4 separate regions of the Mus musculus genome follow, and regions 2, 3 and 4 are each linked to region 1. Evidence: chromatin contacts called from public HiChIP or PLAC-seq and promoter capture Hi-C data. All regions are on one chromosome and are shown on one strand. The core of a region is the stretch at or near the end of the contact, and the rest is flanking DNA. Distances in the headings are between cores, read along the strand shown. Region 1 holds the start of P2ry2 (purinergic receptor P2Y, G-protein coupled 2). Region 2 holds the start of Numa1 (nuclear mitotic apparatus protein 1). Region 3 holds the start of Phox2a (paired-like homeobox 2a). Region 4 has its middle 39 kb from the start of Art2b.

Region 1 (3,615 bases), core at 718-3,217:
CTAAACTCTTTCAGTTGCAAACTCTCAAGTCCAGAGTACGTGAAAATATGAACGCAAATGTGCTCAAACTGGAATGCGATGGGGGTGGGGGTGGGGGTGGGGGTGGGGGTGGGGGGTGGGTAGGGAAGTCTACTGGATTTGGTGATCTACAAAATCTGAGGATTGGGAAACCTAACCTCCCAGGCTCTTCTGAGAGGGGATACTCACTCTGCAGACCCAGAAAGCTCAGGATCATGGGCAAGACCCCAAATAAGGACATTTAGTCAGAACAGCAAGACAGGAGTACATAACACATTGTGCAGAAAAGAAGATGGAGAGCCAGGCGTGGTAGCACATGCCTAGAATATCAGCTCTCAAGAGGCTGAGTCAGGAGGACTGCTGAATGAGGCCAGCCTGAATTACATGGTGAGTTCAAGGCCAACAGGGCCTACATAGGGAGATCCTAGCTATAAACAAACAAACAAACAACAAAAAGAGGGCTGAATCTTAGAAAGTAGACACAGAAAAAGTGAAGGAAGACTTGAATCTGAGTACTCGGGCTTTACCAGGTCACCTGACATGATGTCATGTACCTTGGGAATGTCGTTTCTTTGGCTATAAAGTAAAGGAATTGGACCACAGCAAGGGTAAAGTCCAAGACTGCCCACTGTCCAGCCTGTGGGTCTTCTAGAGGCTAGGATCCATCCTGGGTCCTAGGGGAAGCAGCAGAAAAAGACCTGACGGCTCAGAAGGGAGATCAGGAAAAGGAAATCCGCTGGGATTTCAATAACCAGAAAGACTTCCCTCACACGAGGACCCTAAAGCCACAAGGGTGGCTGTGGAGAGATCTAGATTTCTGGAAGCTGCCTGCACCAGCTCCCATAGCCAGCAGAGGTTAGACAAGGAGCCTTTGTGTCTGCTCAAAGGCCCCAGGAGGCTGCAGAGAGGCTCAGCCACCCAGCTCTGTGTATTCACCCTTCTCACTCTGGACAGGGCTGCAGATCGGACCCTTTCTGGACCCCTCCAGGGGCTGCGAATGGGACTTTAGTCAGCGGATACACAACTAACAAAGTCTACAGCCCTTGGGCAGAGAGCAAACTCCTCACCATAGGAAAAGGCTTGTTCTGAACTTGTCCGTTTATTTGGCCACCCCAAGACTCCCTGGATGGACACGAAAAGTAGGATCATGGAAGGACTGGCTTCATTTCGCAGAAAATGTGTCTTACAGTGCTAAAGGTGGCCTAGAACTTATACTAACAGATGCCTGAGTCAGAAATGGGAGGGGGCAGACACCCTCTCATTCATCCACCCCTTCACAGGACAGCAGTGAGGTGGCTGGTGTGGTCCTTGCCTTTTTGAGCTCAAACTAGGACAGGAATGGGGTTTGTGACTACAGAAAGTCTTCAGAGCAGGCCAGAGAGAAGAATTGAGGCAGTTCAAGATGAGAGATCAAACTAAACCAGGACTTCATGGACCCGTTAGTGACCTGAACGAAGAGCAAAAGCAGACGGAGGTGGTGAAGCCGGCAAAGATTTCTGCTGGTACCAGCAGTCTGAAAGCACATCCATCTGTCCATCCGTAAGTGACGCGGGATGGGGCAGCAGCGGAGGGAAGGCTGAGGGTCAGTATAAAGGTCCATCGGTGGGCAGTGACAGGAGCCAGGCCAGCACAAAGCAAACCTTGTAAAACTTGGGCGTCGCTGAAAATCGGTGAGCTAAGCAGGTGACCTCTGCTCAGCCAGGACGGTCGCCTTCCGCCTCTCCTTGCTCAACAGCCGTGGCGGACACGCTGACCGGCGGCGACACTGACCGACCGCGTCCCCAAGCGGGTGGCAGACTGGAAGCATCTGTTTAGAAGGGTTGGGGGCGGCTCCGGCGTCTGCCCAGAGTCTGCCCCGCCCTCCTGCTCACAGCCAGGCTATGGGGTGCGGAGCGGGGCGGAGTAGGGCGGGGACCGCGGCGCTTCCAGGCACGTGGGACCCTGCGCCACTCGGCATGGGACTCGGGCACCAGGAACAGCGGCGGCAGCCCTTGGAGGGGACCAGCGCAGCGGGGAGGTGAGAGGTGCTTCCTAGAGGGGAGCGGACACCAAGAGAGGTCGCCAAGTGAGGCCTGGGGACGGGAGCGCCGGTCGAGTCAGCGCCAAACAGGGAGAGCCCATTACGTGACTGTCCCGAGGGCTCGGGCTCCCAGCCCTTGTACTGCGCAAAACTGGGCGGTGAGAGCCGGCTGCCGGTGCGCTGATGAACTTTGTTTCCTCTAGAGCGTGATCTCGGTGAGTGTCATCTTGGTGTGTTTACCAGCATACTGGGGGAATCTGTGTGTTAGTGGGCAAATGCGCACACCCTTAGGGTGTGAGTGACTGAACTTAGTCTGTGTGTACCCCTGGGGCGTAAGTCTGTGGGCTAAGAGACCTGGGAATCCTGGAGACTTCTTGCGCTTGGACTCTTAACTCTCCCCAGAGTCAGTCTGGGTAGCTCACTCGGTGTCAGTGAGGTGTCAGTGAGGAACCGGAGGCAGTGGCAGCAGCGGCGGGGTTGTGGGGTTGGGAGTGGGGGGTGCGGTGGGGTGGGAATGTGGGTTGCTAGTGCAATTTCATATAAGGACAGTTAAGACTTTGATCTGTCTGGAAACTTTTAATCGGGCAGGTGGTGCTGTATGAAGGGTCAGGCAGAAGAAAGACAGTGTTCACCTCACTAGGGCTACAGTGTGTGTGTGTGTGTGTGTGTGTGTGTGTGTGTGTGTGTGTGTGTTACTGATCTCCAGGAGCTAGACCCAAGTGTAGATCCTTCTGGGAACTAGCCTTTCCAGTTTGGAGATTTATAGGGCTAGGTGACTGCTGTGCTCAGAATGGCATCCCTAGAGTCCCTGGGTCAGCAGCCTTGTTTTGGATCAAGTTTGGAATAGTGGCTTTTGAAGATCAGGCTGGGGCGGCAGGGAAGTGGCAATTATCTGTGGGTGGGAGTGGGAGGAAGGAGAGTCTCTGAACAGACTCTACACTGCTGCCAGTGTGGGTCCTGCATGAGGGCTGGGGACAAGCCCTGCTGCGGAGGTCTGCCCCTCTCCTTTTCCATGCTTTGGATACTCCAGAGTTTTGAGGACATGGGCAGGTTGGCATACTGGGTAATCCTCAGAAATGGCTGCCCAGATGCAGAGTGAGGTTGTGGCCTTTCCGGGATCCCTTTTGCCCACCTACCCCAGGCACCAGATGAGCATGTGAGGATGTCACCAAGGCCTCATGGGTGACACCAGGAGTTCTTTAATTTCCTGGCTGTAGTCTTTCTTCTTAATGAGAAGTGCTTATGCTACTATTGGAATGTTGTTGAACTGTTACTTGTTACAGTTTATAAGAATCCCTCATCTTTTCCTCCTAAAGGCCCCATGAGAAAGGAACTATTGCCTTTATTTTGTAGATCAGAAAATAGAGGCTTGGAGAATGTCTTCTCTAAGGTCACAAAGCTACATAAATAAAACCTGGGACTCCGCTTACCTGCCCCAGCTGAGGCCTCCCTGCCCAGGGCCAAAGTTTCAGGATGAGGCAGTGCTACTTATTTCTAGGCTGAGGGGAGTTTGATTTCTCCAGTGTCTCACTCTGTGTCCTGGATGTCAGTCTATGGACCAGGCTGACCCCCAACTC
Region 2 (3,615 bases), core at 837-3,336, 960 kb before region 1:
CACATTCCGTTGTTTCTTTAAAAAAAAAATCGTCCTTGGTGACTCCCACCTCTAGAGCACTTTGAAAGGCTGAGGCAGGAAGATGGCTCTGAGTTCTAGGGCAGGTAAGGCCACATAATCAAGAGGAGAAAAAGGGGAAAGAGGAGGAGGCAAAGAGTTTTTTAATGACCTAAAAGCCTCAGGAGGACTGAGAAGCCCCCAGAAGTAAGTAGGCCCATAACACCTAGGAACAGGGACGCTCCTGACAAGAAAGTCCAAACACCAACCCTTGAGTATTTACAGTTTTGAGACTGCAGAGTACAGATCTGCAGATGCAATCGCCAACCTTCAAAAGTTCCCTTTTCTGCCCTATAAAACCCCAAGCCCTTTGTATCTCTTCAGCCTCCACTCCCCAGAGAGCCTGCTGCCCTTCATTGTTCTAATTAAAGGACAATCTGCTTCTGTTGAGGTCAGTCTATTTTCACATTGCCGGGCTTAATCAGAGCTAACAGTACTGACACCTAGTCCTTTCCCCCATATTCGTAAGGTCATGATCGGAAAAATGTTAGCAGAAAAGTTGCAATCATGAACTAGACTGCGGCCTACAGGCAGATACTGTGTGAAGTGCCTGCGCAAGCGCACATACACAGCCCTCTGGGGCAGTTCATCAGCACCTATCCCCAACCACTACATTCACACACTCAGATCCCTGGCAGCTGACAAAAATAAAAAATAAAAAAAGACACGTTTTCATTGTCCAACACCGCAAAAACATCTAGGACCACACAAGGAAACAGGGAAGCCCTCTACTGGGCCGTCTCTATAGCTCTAGGACAGGCGCACACATTACTCCCTCCAAACAAAAACACGCTGACATCTATGAGGGGAAAGAAAGGCGCCAACTCCCGGATGTTGGCAAGCTCTGCGCAGGGCCAGCGCCTGTTTCTCAGTGTTTACTTGCTCTCCCTTTCCTCTCCCTCCCCTCTAAGGATGGCGCAGCAAAGGGAGGTGAGGGGGATGAACCACCCCACCCTCTCGTCCATTTTTTTGAAAAAACAAAACAAAACAAAACTAACCCGAGAAAGAGTGAGGGAGAAAAAGTCTTAGTGCTGGGGGCCTTACCGGACTCCTAAAGCCAAACGTATCTACAGGTTTTAATCCGCCATTAGCATTTAAATCTTGAAAGGACAGGGGTAGGGGGGGGCAGTGGAAAGTAACCCCACACACAAAAGAAAAGTTGTTGGGTTTCTTCTCAGTCGGCCAGGCAGAAGCAATCTTCCTGGCTGACAGCCAGAAGTGCGTCACAGCCAGGAGTCTGCTTTCTTTAAAGGCACAGCGAGCTTCCGCGCGGTCTGGGAGCAACAGCGAAGCCAAGAGCTCGGGGGGGGGGGACGGGGGGGGGACGACGCCTACCAGGAGGACCCAGGTGAAGCCTGCCCGTGCCCTAAAAACTGAGCAGGACGTGCGGGGGCGGGGAGAGTGGCTAGGGCGCAAGCCCGCAGGCTCCATTGCTGAAGGGAGAGCACGCGCAGCAAGGGCTGGAGGCTGTGGCGTAAACACACAAAAACGCACCCGCGGTGGCCGGCCTCACCAACCTGAGATGGCCAGGACACTCCCCCTTCGCTGCTTTCCAGCAGGGCTTAAGGCAGTAGCAGTGACGGCCTGTCCACCTCCGAGACCAGCCCTATCGGGCAGGCCCAGAGCCGCCGAACCCACGGCCAGCCCCTGGCGGGAAAGGCGCCCGGCGCAGAGGAAGCCTGGGAGCCGAGCGCAGGGGAGCCGCACGGCGCAGGCCTTGTACAGGGGCAGCTTCCTGCGGCGCGGCGAGGGGGGCGTGTCTGCAGGCGCACGGCCGCCCGCCGGCTCCCCGCCACACAAAGCGCAGGCCTCCTCAGAGCGCCCTGCCTGCCCGCCCGCCTGCCCGCCCTAGGACTTGGCCACCCTAGCCTGTTCTCCGCAGGGAATCTCTTCAGCCCCTACCTTCTGCGTAGCAAGGCCAAGATGCCATGCTGTGTGCCTGCTCCTCCCACTCCTCCACCCAAACGAGCGGCCCAGGCAGTTTCTAGCCGCGGAGCGTAGGCCTCGCTCTTCTGTCCCGATAGCTGCGCTATTGTTGACTGGAATGGCCGCCAAAATCCCAGCTGTGCTGCCAGAACCTAATCCGCTGTTCCTGTGGGCATTTGTGGGGAGGGGCCGAGGGGCCAAGGCACAGTTCTGAGTATGGCAGGCGCTGGCTAGAGCCCTCAACAGGCACAGGGACTCATCATCCTCAGAGTCTGCTGCAACTATATGACTAAAAGAAATGTCACACTCAGACAAGATCTCGACAGCGTTGCCACCCACTGGACACCTCCTGGGATAGTTAAAGGAATTCCCTCACTTTACAACTAGAAACATTTAATGAAGTATGTGTAATGTATTGCTATTAAATATTGTTAATACCCATACAAGAATTATACCCAACGTCTGAGCTAGGGTTACAATTCCACAGATCAGAAGTGACTACAAGTTTTATCCCAAGATGGTACATGTTAACTCATATAAAAGATGTAAGGAAACTAACCAGTTTAGATGAGGGAAGGATTAGAAAACTGAAGTAATATTTTAATCTGGATCTTCAAGCACAAAATCAAATTTTTCCTCTCGGGAAAGGGAGAAGAAAGCAGAAAGGTGTGGTAGCAGTGAGAGACCAGGTGTCAAAGGTGAACTGAGGTCAGAATTGGGAAATCTTGAACTTCAAGGATTCAAATAAAGGATCTGGGATGGTTTTAACAGAGAGCTGTGGTATGAGCCAGATTAACCTGACAAAATGGTTCTCTGGCAGCAAGGTGAGCTAGGAGGCTACCCAATAGATAGGAAGGTGTTGAGGACACGGATGGTAGAGAATAGTTAAAAGAGGAATGAGAAGCATTGAGGAGAAAGAAGCTGACAAAAAGCAGGAGACTCAAAGCCACCATGGTGCTGTGTGCTTACAGTCCTGGCAAGTGGGAGGTTGGAGCAGAAGGCCAGCCTGATCCACTCACTACTAGAGTTCCAGCCCAGCCAAGGCAGAGTAACAGCCTATCTCAAACAAGACAAAACTAGGAGGAGCAACTGTACCGGGAAGAAAGTACATGGCATATGTGAATCACATGTGAGGAGGAGATGGGGGTCTGAAGAAGAAACAGGATATAATAGATAGTAGCTAATGCTTACTAAGAACCTACTAACATGCCTCAAACCATCCTACTGACCTATTGGGCATCATTTCATTAGGCTTCAACACCTCTTTATGAAGCAGGTAAATTACCACTCAACTTTAAGATGACTTTTTTAAAAAGACTTATTATTTATGTGAATACACTGTCACTGTCTTCAGACACACCAGAAGAGGGCACTGGATCCCATTACAGATGTGAGCCACCATGTGGTTGCTAGGAATTTAACTCAGGACCTCGGAAAGAGCAGTCAGGTGCTCTTAATCGCTGAGCCATCTCTCCAGCCCTACCACTCAACTGTAGACATGAGGAAGCTAAGCCACAAAGTGACTATCTTACATACATATCACAAATCACTTGCAGCTAACTACATAACCCTGGCAAGGATTCCTCAGATTCCTAGATGAAAGCATAGCCTCCTCTGCTTTAAGAGTACAAG
Region 3 (3,615 bases), core at 330-2,829, 810 kb before region 1:
GAGTATTTGTTTTCAGGCTCGTTTGGTGTCCATCTTCCATAATGTGTGTTCCCACCATCTGGTTCTTATCTCTGTTTTCCAACACTATGCACCCATTCCTCTCAGGGTCTCCATTTGTGTTTCCATCTCTCCGTACCTTATCCCATCCACAGTCTCACAGACCCTTTTCTCAAGGGTCCTATCTTCCTATTTCCTGTTCCCATTTATGGGATCCCCATCCTGGCCTGGCCCAGCACCACCAGTCTTCCTAACCCCATTTTGGTCTACGGCCGCCTCTTAAAGGTCATTATTTCTCTAAATTAAGGTATTTATCTCCCCAACAAACCCCAGACCTCCTTTCGGGTTCCAGTGATATTTGGGGGTGGGGGGATTATGAAAGGAGGAAGCCGGGTGGGGCATGCTGGGACACTAACAGAAGGCATAGGGATACCTAAAAGGCTAAATGACGTTGAGGGTTTGGACTGGGACTTGCTTGGATCAAAGGACTCGAGGGTGGAGGATCTATCTGCTCCTGGGATTTCAAGGGCTGTCGTCCGGGATGGGAGGGAATGTGGGAATGAAAGTGGTCCAAATGATAGAGGCTCCTTTTCTGTGGCTATGGGACCCGTTTTTTTGTTTTTTGTTTTCTGCTGGTGCAGTAAGGTTTGGGCCCAGGCAGGATAGGTCTAAGACAGGGCAAGGTGAGGCTGGAAAGAAGGAATCAAGGCTGGGGGAAGGATGCCATCTGGGCAGCTCAGCGGCAGCAGGGATCTTTGTTGAGGGTGGCATCACCCAAGACACAGGTGGTAAGAATGAGAGTTGGCTGGACTGAGCTGGAAGCCAATTCTGAGGATTCTGGGAATGGAGAGGTTTGGTGGTCACCTTTGTAGGTGGGGAGGGGAAGGCCTAATGAGAGGCCTAAGACTGGACCTGTTTCTTTGATACGAAAGGCACAGGGTAGGGGGTTGGCATTGAGAAAGAGGAACCGTTGGAACAAGAGGGTGCGGCTCATCCCTGCCAAGAAGAAACTCCTATTACCGGGGGTCTCAAAGTACACTGGAGGAGTCTAGCCAGCAGCATAGGTAGGGGTGGCTTGTGGGTTCAGTCACAATTACTTGCAGAGTAGGAAAGGTAGTTGGGGTTTCATGGGGTTTGGAGGTGGGGTTTGGAGGTAGGGTTGGGATGGGACTGCGCTCACCTGCCGAGTAGGGTGCGGGCTGGTGGTCGCGTAGGGCGCCAAGCGCACAGTTGGAGGAGCCGAGCGCGGGGCAAGGTGGCCCAGCGGCGGGGAAGGCAGGCCGCAGGGGACTGTATTGGAAGCCTCCAGGCTGGCTGCAGGCGCCGAAGTCACCGTAGGCGGACGCCTCCATGGCCGCCACGCACGAATCGTACGAATTGAGGTAGGAGTAGTCCATCGGCCCGAGGGGGCGGGGGCGGGGGCCGGGCAGGGCCGGGTCTGGTTGGGGTCGGGGTCCCGGGCTGGGTGGAGTTCGGGATGGAGATTCGAGCTCCAGGCGCAGAGGACCTGAGACCGGCTCTGAGCGCCCGAGAGTCCGCCCGCCCCGTCGCGGCCCGCACTCTGCCCCGGTGCAACGCAAGTGCAGTGCTGCCAGCCCGCGCGCCTTTTAACGCGCAGGACCCCGCGGAGGGGGCGAGGCGGGGCGAGCTCCGCGGGGCGGGGCCTGAGCGGCCCAGACCCCGCCCCTAGCCACCTCGGGTCCCCCACCCCAAAGGGCCTCCCTCTTAGGGCTCCCGAGGTGCAGGCGGAGCATCGTGGGACCCCAATCCGAGAGTCCCTTATCCTGTCCCAATCCGGCCTAGACCTTCGATCTCTACACAACATGCCCAGCAGGAGGGTCCCGACCTCGTTCCTGGGCCTCCCACCTGCGGCCCCGTGGAAGCTAGGGAGGCAGGCCCCGCGGTGCTGGTGTGAAGAAGTTAATTCAATTCTCCCAGATAACCGAATTATTCCGATCTGGCCCTTCAGCCCCGCCCCCAGCTAGGTCCTATCCCTGCGAGGACTGCCGAGGCTGCCCTAGAGTGAGGGGGATGGAGACAGGGATGAGAAAGAGACAGGAGCCTGGGACAGGGACAAGGAGGGGACGTGGGTATGGAGAGACTAGAGAAAAGGGGTCAGACCTCGAAATAGAAGTAAGGGAAGACAAGGATGAAGCGGTAGAAGAGAAAGGCAGGGGTGGAGATGGAGATTGGCAGAGAGAGGAGGCCAGCAGGATGGAGAAAGACAGGCATGGAGACAGAGGGACACGGATGAACATGGACGTGGACTGCAACCAGGGCTGTGATGGAGCTGCAGAGAAGGCTGAAACAAATCAGAGACAATCACAGTGAGACCACACACAGGATGGCCTTAGGCTAACAAGGACAGAAACAGACCAGCGAAACAGAGGCCGATGAGTGGAGAGAAAGGACATCCCCGAGAGCTGGGATTTGTGACCAGAGCACCGAAGGCGACCAAGACATTGTGGTGGAGAGGCTGGGGGTGGGAGGGGTTGGCAAGGCATTAGAGGAGAAGGCTGCAGGGTTGAAGTCTCTCTCTCTGAGAAGTCTCTTGTCTTGAGGGCCACAGGAGCCTGCACCTGCTGGGTCCAGGCCACTCCCTCCCATCCCGGCTTCTCAGCTCTGTTGTCCTCTCCAATAGCTTGTGACCTCTGGACTCGCGCGTGTGTGTGTGCGTGTGCGTGTGCGTGTGCGTGTGTATGTGTGTGTGTGTGTAACTGTGTCTGTGTAGGATGCTGAGCCTTAGGACTATGGTAATGACTCCCTCTCTCTCCTTCAGTGCCTTTCTTCTTCCCCTTTGAGTCGTCCCTGCCTTCTTCTGGAAAAGCCAGGTCATTGACCCTCCAAGGATTTTCCCCAGCTCTCCAGGCTGTGTGGTGAATGGAATACATTTAGCATCTTTACCTGGAGGATGAGTAGAAACCCCCTTCTGTCTCTTTGGCTCTCCTGAAGGATGAATTGAACCTCTCCTCATTAGTCCCCAGCCCCAAGTCCCCAGGTTTCTACACTAAGTCCTGCTGATGGGAAGTCTGAGATCCAAAAAGAAGCCAGAAGAGGGCCATGTCCTTGTCACCAAACAAAATCCTCTAGGATTAAGAGAAACTCTCCTGGAATTCCTCTTTCCTCATGTTTGCCAGCACAGTGGGACCACAACCCTCGGGTCCGTCCCTTTCCCAGGCTAATTATTCTTTGCTTGACTCATGCCTCGGTTTCTGTAAGTATTCTATGTCAGGAGTTTTGGAGTTGTGTGTGTGTGTGTGTGTGTGTGTGTGCATGTGTGCACGCATGTGTGTGTGTGTTTCCAAGCCATTTTCCCTTGCTTTGGGTATGTTGTGTTAAAATATGCATAAACACAAATTTTACCATTATAGCTATTTTAATTGTATATTTCAGTGTTGCTAGTTCTCATCATGTTGGACAATACAGCATCACTGTCTTGTTTATATTTATTTCCATAATTCTTGATCTTGTATAACCCAAACTCCATACATGAAGAAATAACTCTCTAACCACCTTCCCTACCTTCTGGTAGCTACCCTTCTGATATCTATCTATCTATCTATCTATCTATCTATCTATCTATCTATCTATCTACCTATGTAGTTTTTTGAGATAGGG
Region 4 (3,615 bases), core at 496-2,995, 610 kb before region 1:
CCATGCTCCCACCTTGATGATAATGGACTGAACCTCTGAACCTGTAAGCCAGCCCCAATTAAATGTTGTTTTTTATAAAACTTGCCTTGTTCATGGTGTCTGTTCACAGCAGTAAAACCCTAACTAAGACAGGAACCAAACCTAAGTCCTCTGCTCTTAACTGCCGAGTCATCTCTCCTGCCCCACATAGATTTACTTTTGCTGGTGAACCTAATATCTTGGACTTGAGGCTAGAGAGATGACTCAGCAGTCTGGGCTGGTGAGATGGCTCAGTGGGTTAGAGCACCCGACTGCTCTTCCGAAGGTCCAGAGTTAAAATCCCAGCAACCACATGGTGGCTCACAACCATCCGTAACAAGATCTGACCCCCTCTTCTGGAGTGTCTGAAGACAGCTTCAATGTACTTACATATAATAAATAAATAAATAAATCTTTAAAAAAAAAAAAAAAAAAAAAAAAGCAGAGGACCTAGGTTTGGTACCCAACACCCACATGGTGGCTCATGTGGTTCCCATGGAACACAGCTCCAGGGAATCCAACACTTTTTCTGACCTCTGCAGGAACTGTACACACATGGTGCACATACATACACATAAGCAAACACTCATACACACACCATAAAGATAAGTAAATCTTGAAAACAAGATCTTAGACATACATGCTAAGCAACCGCCCTGCCACCACTGCTGCTCCCCAGTCTCAGGATCTCCTAATTAAGCCTGTGAGCTCATGATTTATTTGGGGACTTTCTGATTAACACATGTTCTGTGCATGTCTTCAGTGTGATAATGACTTTATACACTTTCAGTGATAACACTGAAGACATGCGCTGTAGCCCAGAAATATAAATGAAAGAAATGGTCTACAAGATGCTCTCCCATGTCTTGGAGAGTTCTGTAGGCTGTGTTAATTCCTAGCTAAGACATTCCTCCCACTTACATGAGATGGATGGAGAGAGAACTGGCAGCTCCCACTGACAGCACTTCCATGGCTTTTTATGATGCCCAGAATGCCCAGGGAGGTCCTAACAACCATCCTAGAGCTTGACCTTGGTCAAGTTTGAGACTAGATAATCTTTTTTAAAAAAATATTTGTTTTATGTATATGAATACACTTTAGCTGTCTTCAGATACACCAGAAGAGGGCATCAGATCTCATTATTACAGATGGTTGTGAGCCACCATGTATGTGGTTGCTGGGAATTGAACTCAGGACCTCTGGAAAAGCAGTCAGTATTCTTAACCTCTGAGCCAACTATCCAGCCCTAGATAATCTTTTATGAGGGATGTCTTGTGGGTTTTACAATACTTTACGGCATGCCTGGTCTGCAGACTATAGACACCATGCACCATGCCCCCTCAAGTTATGATAGCCAAAAAGTGTCTTTAGATATTCCCAAATGTCCTCTTATGGGCAAAATCACCCCTGGTTGGAAACCACTGTCTTTGGCAAACCTTTTCCTACTGGGATATGTAATTTATCACTAAGTTTTGTTGAATCCACCTTCCAGAATTAACTGTCAATTTCATTTCCTCTCTGATTCCAATGTCTCTGGTCTCCTAAGGAAATGTACAGGTAAGAGTATCCTTAAGGAATCAATGTAGCCGGGAAATTTTACCAGAAGCTGATGTGCAGTGGCAGATCTTAGCCACTGGGTGGCGTCTGTACATCACTAGCTCTGCAGAGCCAAACCGGATCTCCCCAGAAGCAGATAGACAAAACTCTGCCCAGACCAAAAAGATAAGATTGGGCCTCACCTATTTACAGAGTACTCTGTGCCAGGCATTGCAGAAGGTAAAACTAAGCAGATAACCTTTACTGAATATTTACTCTATGCCAGCCAGACCCTAAGTTCTATGTAATGTGCGTCATCACCTTGAATTCTAATAATAATCCTAAAATGTAAAATTAGTCATTCTTCTATGTTATAGACAAACAAATGAACAAAACCTAAGAAGTACAGCAGACTTGAGGGCTGGAATGTAGATCAGTGGTAAAATACTTGCCTACCATGCATAAGGCCCTGGGTTCAATCCCCCAGTACTGCAATAAACAAACAAATAATAAATAAATCAATACATATTAAAAATGACCTAATTATTGCAAAAATACTCAAGAAGGTCATGTAACTGTCGAATATCTAATGTATGCTAGATAACCTTGTAGATGTGAGATGCTATGTTTAACCCAGTTATTACAGAAAGGATCTCAGAATTATACCCCAAGCTTACACAGCTGGCCAAGTTCATGTATAAATGCAAGGGATATGTATCAGATTCCAGCACCATCTTCTTCATCATACTGGAACACAAAGAAAAAAACCTGAGTCCGTGTCTTCTCCCGGATCTCCCCGACAATCTGCTCTGTGTCGACAGGATCCTTGCATGTACCTGCTGTGTGGCAGAAATCACTTTGGTCGTCTGTCTGAAGGTGAACTGACACACCACACCTTGTTTTCATGGAGCCCACAGTTAAGGATATGGAAGGGAAGAGCTGACGAACAACCCATTCCAGAAGTCATGATGGATTTGTGCTGAGTGCTGGAAAGCGAGAGGAAGTGGGCAGAGAGCCTGGAAGTCTAGAAGGAAGAGAAGAGGAAGTGAGCAGGTGTGAGAAAGGAAGCCCATCGCTGAGATGACCACCACCAATGTTTTCACAGGGTATAGGCATGGGTTTTTGGTATTTATTCATTTATTTATTTACCAGCATGGAGTCTGAACCTGACTGCCTGGATTTGATCTCTATAACTACTGTATATTCGTGTGCCTTTGGTCAAGTTTACCATCTGTAAACTGGGAGCAAAATTACTCTATCCTTTCAGGCTATTGTGAGGATTAAATGAGTTAGCCAATCTAAAGGTTTAGAGCCGCTGTACACAGTGCTGCCTACACACAGTGTGATTATACTGCTGTATGCATTTATATTTGACTTTCTCCACTTTACAAGCAAACTTTTCTCCACATCACTAAAACCTGCTTTGTTAAATACGAACTGTGTGAGCATTTATGTCTGCTAATACATGGAGGGGAGATTAAATACCTCCCCAGAGGCCTTGTGGTCACCCCAGAGAGAGAAGGTGGGTGGACTTTATCAATGTCTCTTCTGTAGAGCTTTTTATTGCTGTTTTGAGAACACCACCACCACCACCAACAACAACAAAGAACAAAGCAACCTAAAAATAGGATAAAGAGCCCAGCAACAGATCCACATGTTATTTATGAGTGGGATTTATGACAGACTCCACTTCACTTTGTCAGGGCTATTTAAAAAATCGGGTCGATGAGATAACTGTGTTGGAAAAAGGAACCCTGACCCCACTTATACAGTCATTGAAAGTTAATTCAGAGCGGGCTACCGCCTTCAGTGTGGGGCTAGAATGAAGTAGCCGAGTTTCTTGGAGAATATAGATGGAGCAGATATACTAAGAAGAACATGGTGAGCTGAATTTCATCAACATGAAGAATTTCTGTACATCAAAAGACATCATTAACAGAGAAAAAGAGAGGCCACAGACAGGAGTATATATTTGTGGAACATGTACTGGCATGGTCATCCAGAAAGCTATATATCACATATATCAAGCTGTCAGTCAGCATTGCATTGCTGTAACACACA

Evidence for each region. Promoter capture Hi-C pulls out the DNA fragments that hold promoters and counts their contacts. HiChIP or PLAC-seq counts read pairs in DNA pulled down with a chosen protein or histone mark.
Region 2: an H3K27ac HiChIP or PLAC-seq map of microglia shows a contact between it and region 1, with 4 times the contacts expected there. The contact joins the promoter of Numa1 here to the promoter of P2ry2 in region 1. A contact is called at or near these places in 2 of 115 datasets of contacts at active chromatin or transcription factors (microglia and pancreatic cancer cells).
Region 3: a promoter capture Hi-C map of embryonic stem cells shows a contact between it and region 1, with 2.6 times the contacts expected there. The contact joins the promoter of Phox2a here to the promoter of P2ry2 in region 1. A contact is called at or near these places in 3 of 39 promoter capture datasets (embryonic stem cells, hippocampal neurons and liver) and 1 of 115 datasets of contacts at active chromatin or transcription factors (pancreatic cancer cells).
Region 4: a promoter capture Hi-C map of liver shows a contact between it and region 1, with 3 times the contacts expected there. The contact joins the enhancer-like site here to the promoter of P2ry2 in region 1. A contact is called at or near these places in 7 of 39 promoter capture datasets (the C10 cell line, embryonic stem cells, hippocampal neurons and 3 more), 1 of 115 datasets of contacts at active chromatin or transcription factors (embryonic stem cells) and 2 of 9 other capture datasets (adipose tissue and embryonic stem cells).

What each region holds. Positions count from the first base shown.
Region 1 is chr7:101,010,350-101,013,964 of GRCm38.p6, reverse strand. P2ry2 (purinergic receptor P2Y, G-protein coupled 2) reads left to right here and starts at 1,967. Exons shown (of 3, transcript NM_008773.4): 1 at 1,967-2,253.
Region 2 is chr7:101,968,314-101,971,928 of GRCm38.p6, reverse strand. It overlaps Numa1 (nuclear mitotic apparatus protein 1), which reads right to left and starts at 2,086. Exons shown (of 25, transcript NM_133947.3): 1 at 1,960-2,086.
Region 3 is chr7:101,816,277-101,819,891 of GRCm38.p6, reverse strand. Phox2a (paired-like homeobox 2a) reads right to left here and starts at 1,579. Exons shown (of 3, transcript NM_008887.2): 1 at 1,178-1,579. The coding sequence starts at 1,394.
Region 4 is chr7:101,618,656-101,622,270 of GRCm38.p6, reverse strand. No RefSeq gene overlaps it. Among named protein-coding and RNA genes, the nearest start is that of Art2b, 39 kb to the right of the region's middle. Within about 2 kb of position 1,745, at least 8 of the 459 cell types and tissues checked have an H3K27ac peak or open chromatin away from gene starts, as enhancers often do. A contact at or near this core is called in liver, where this site is marked.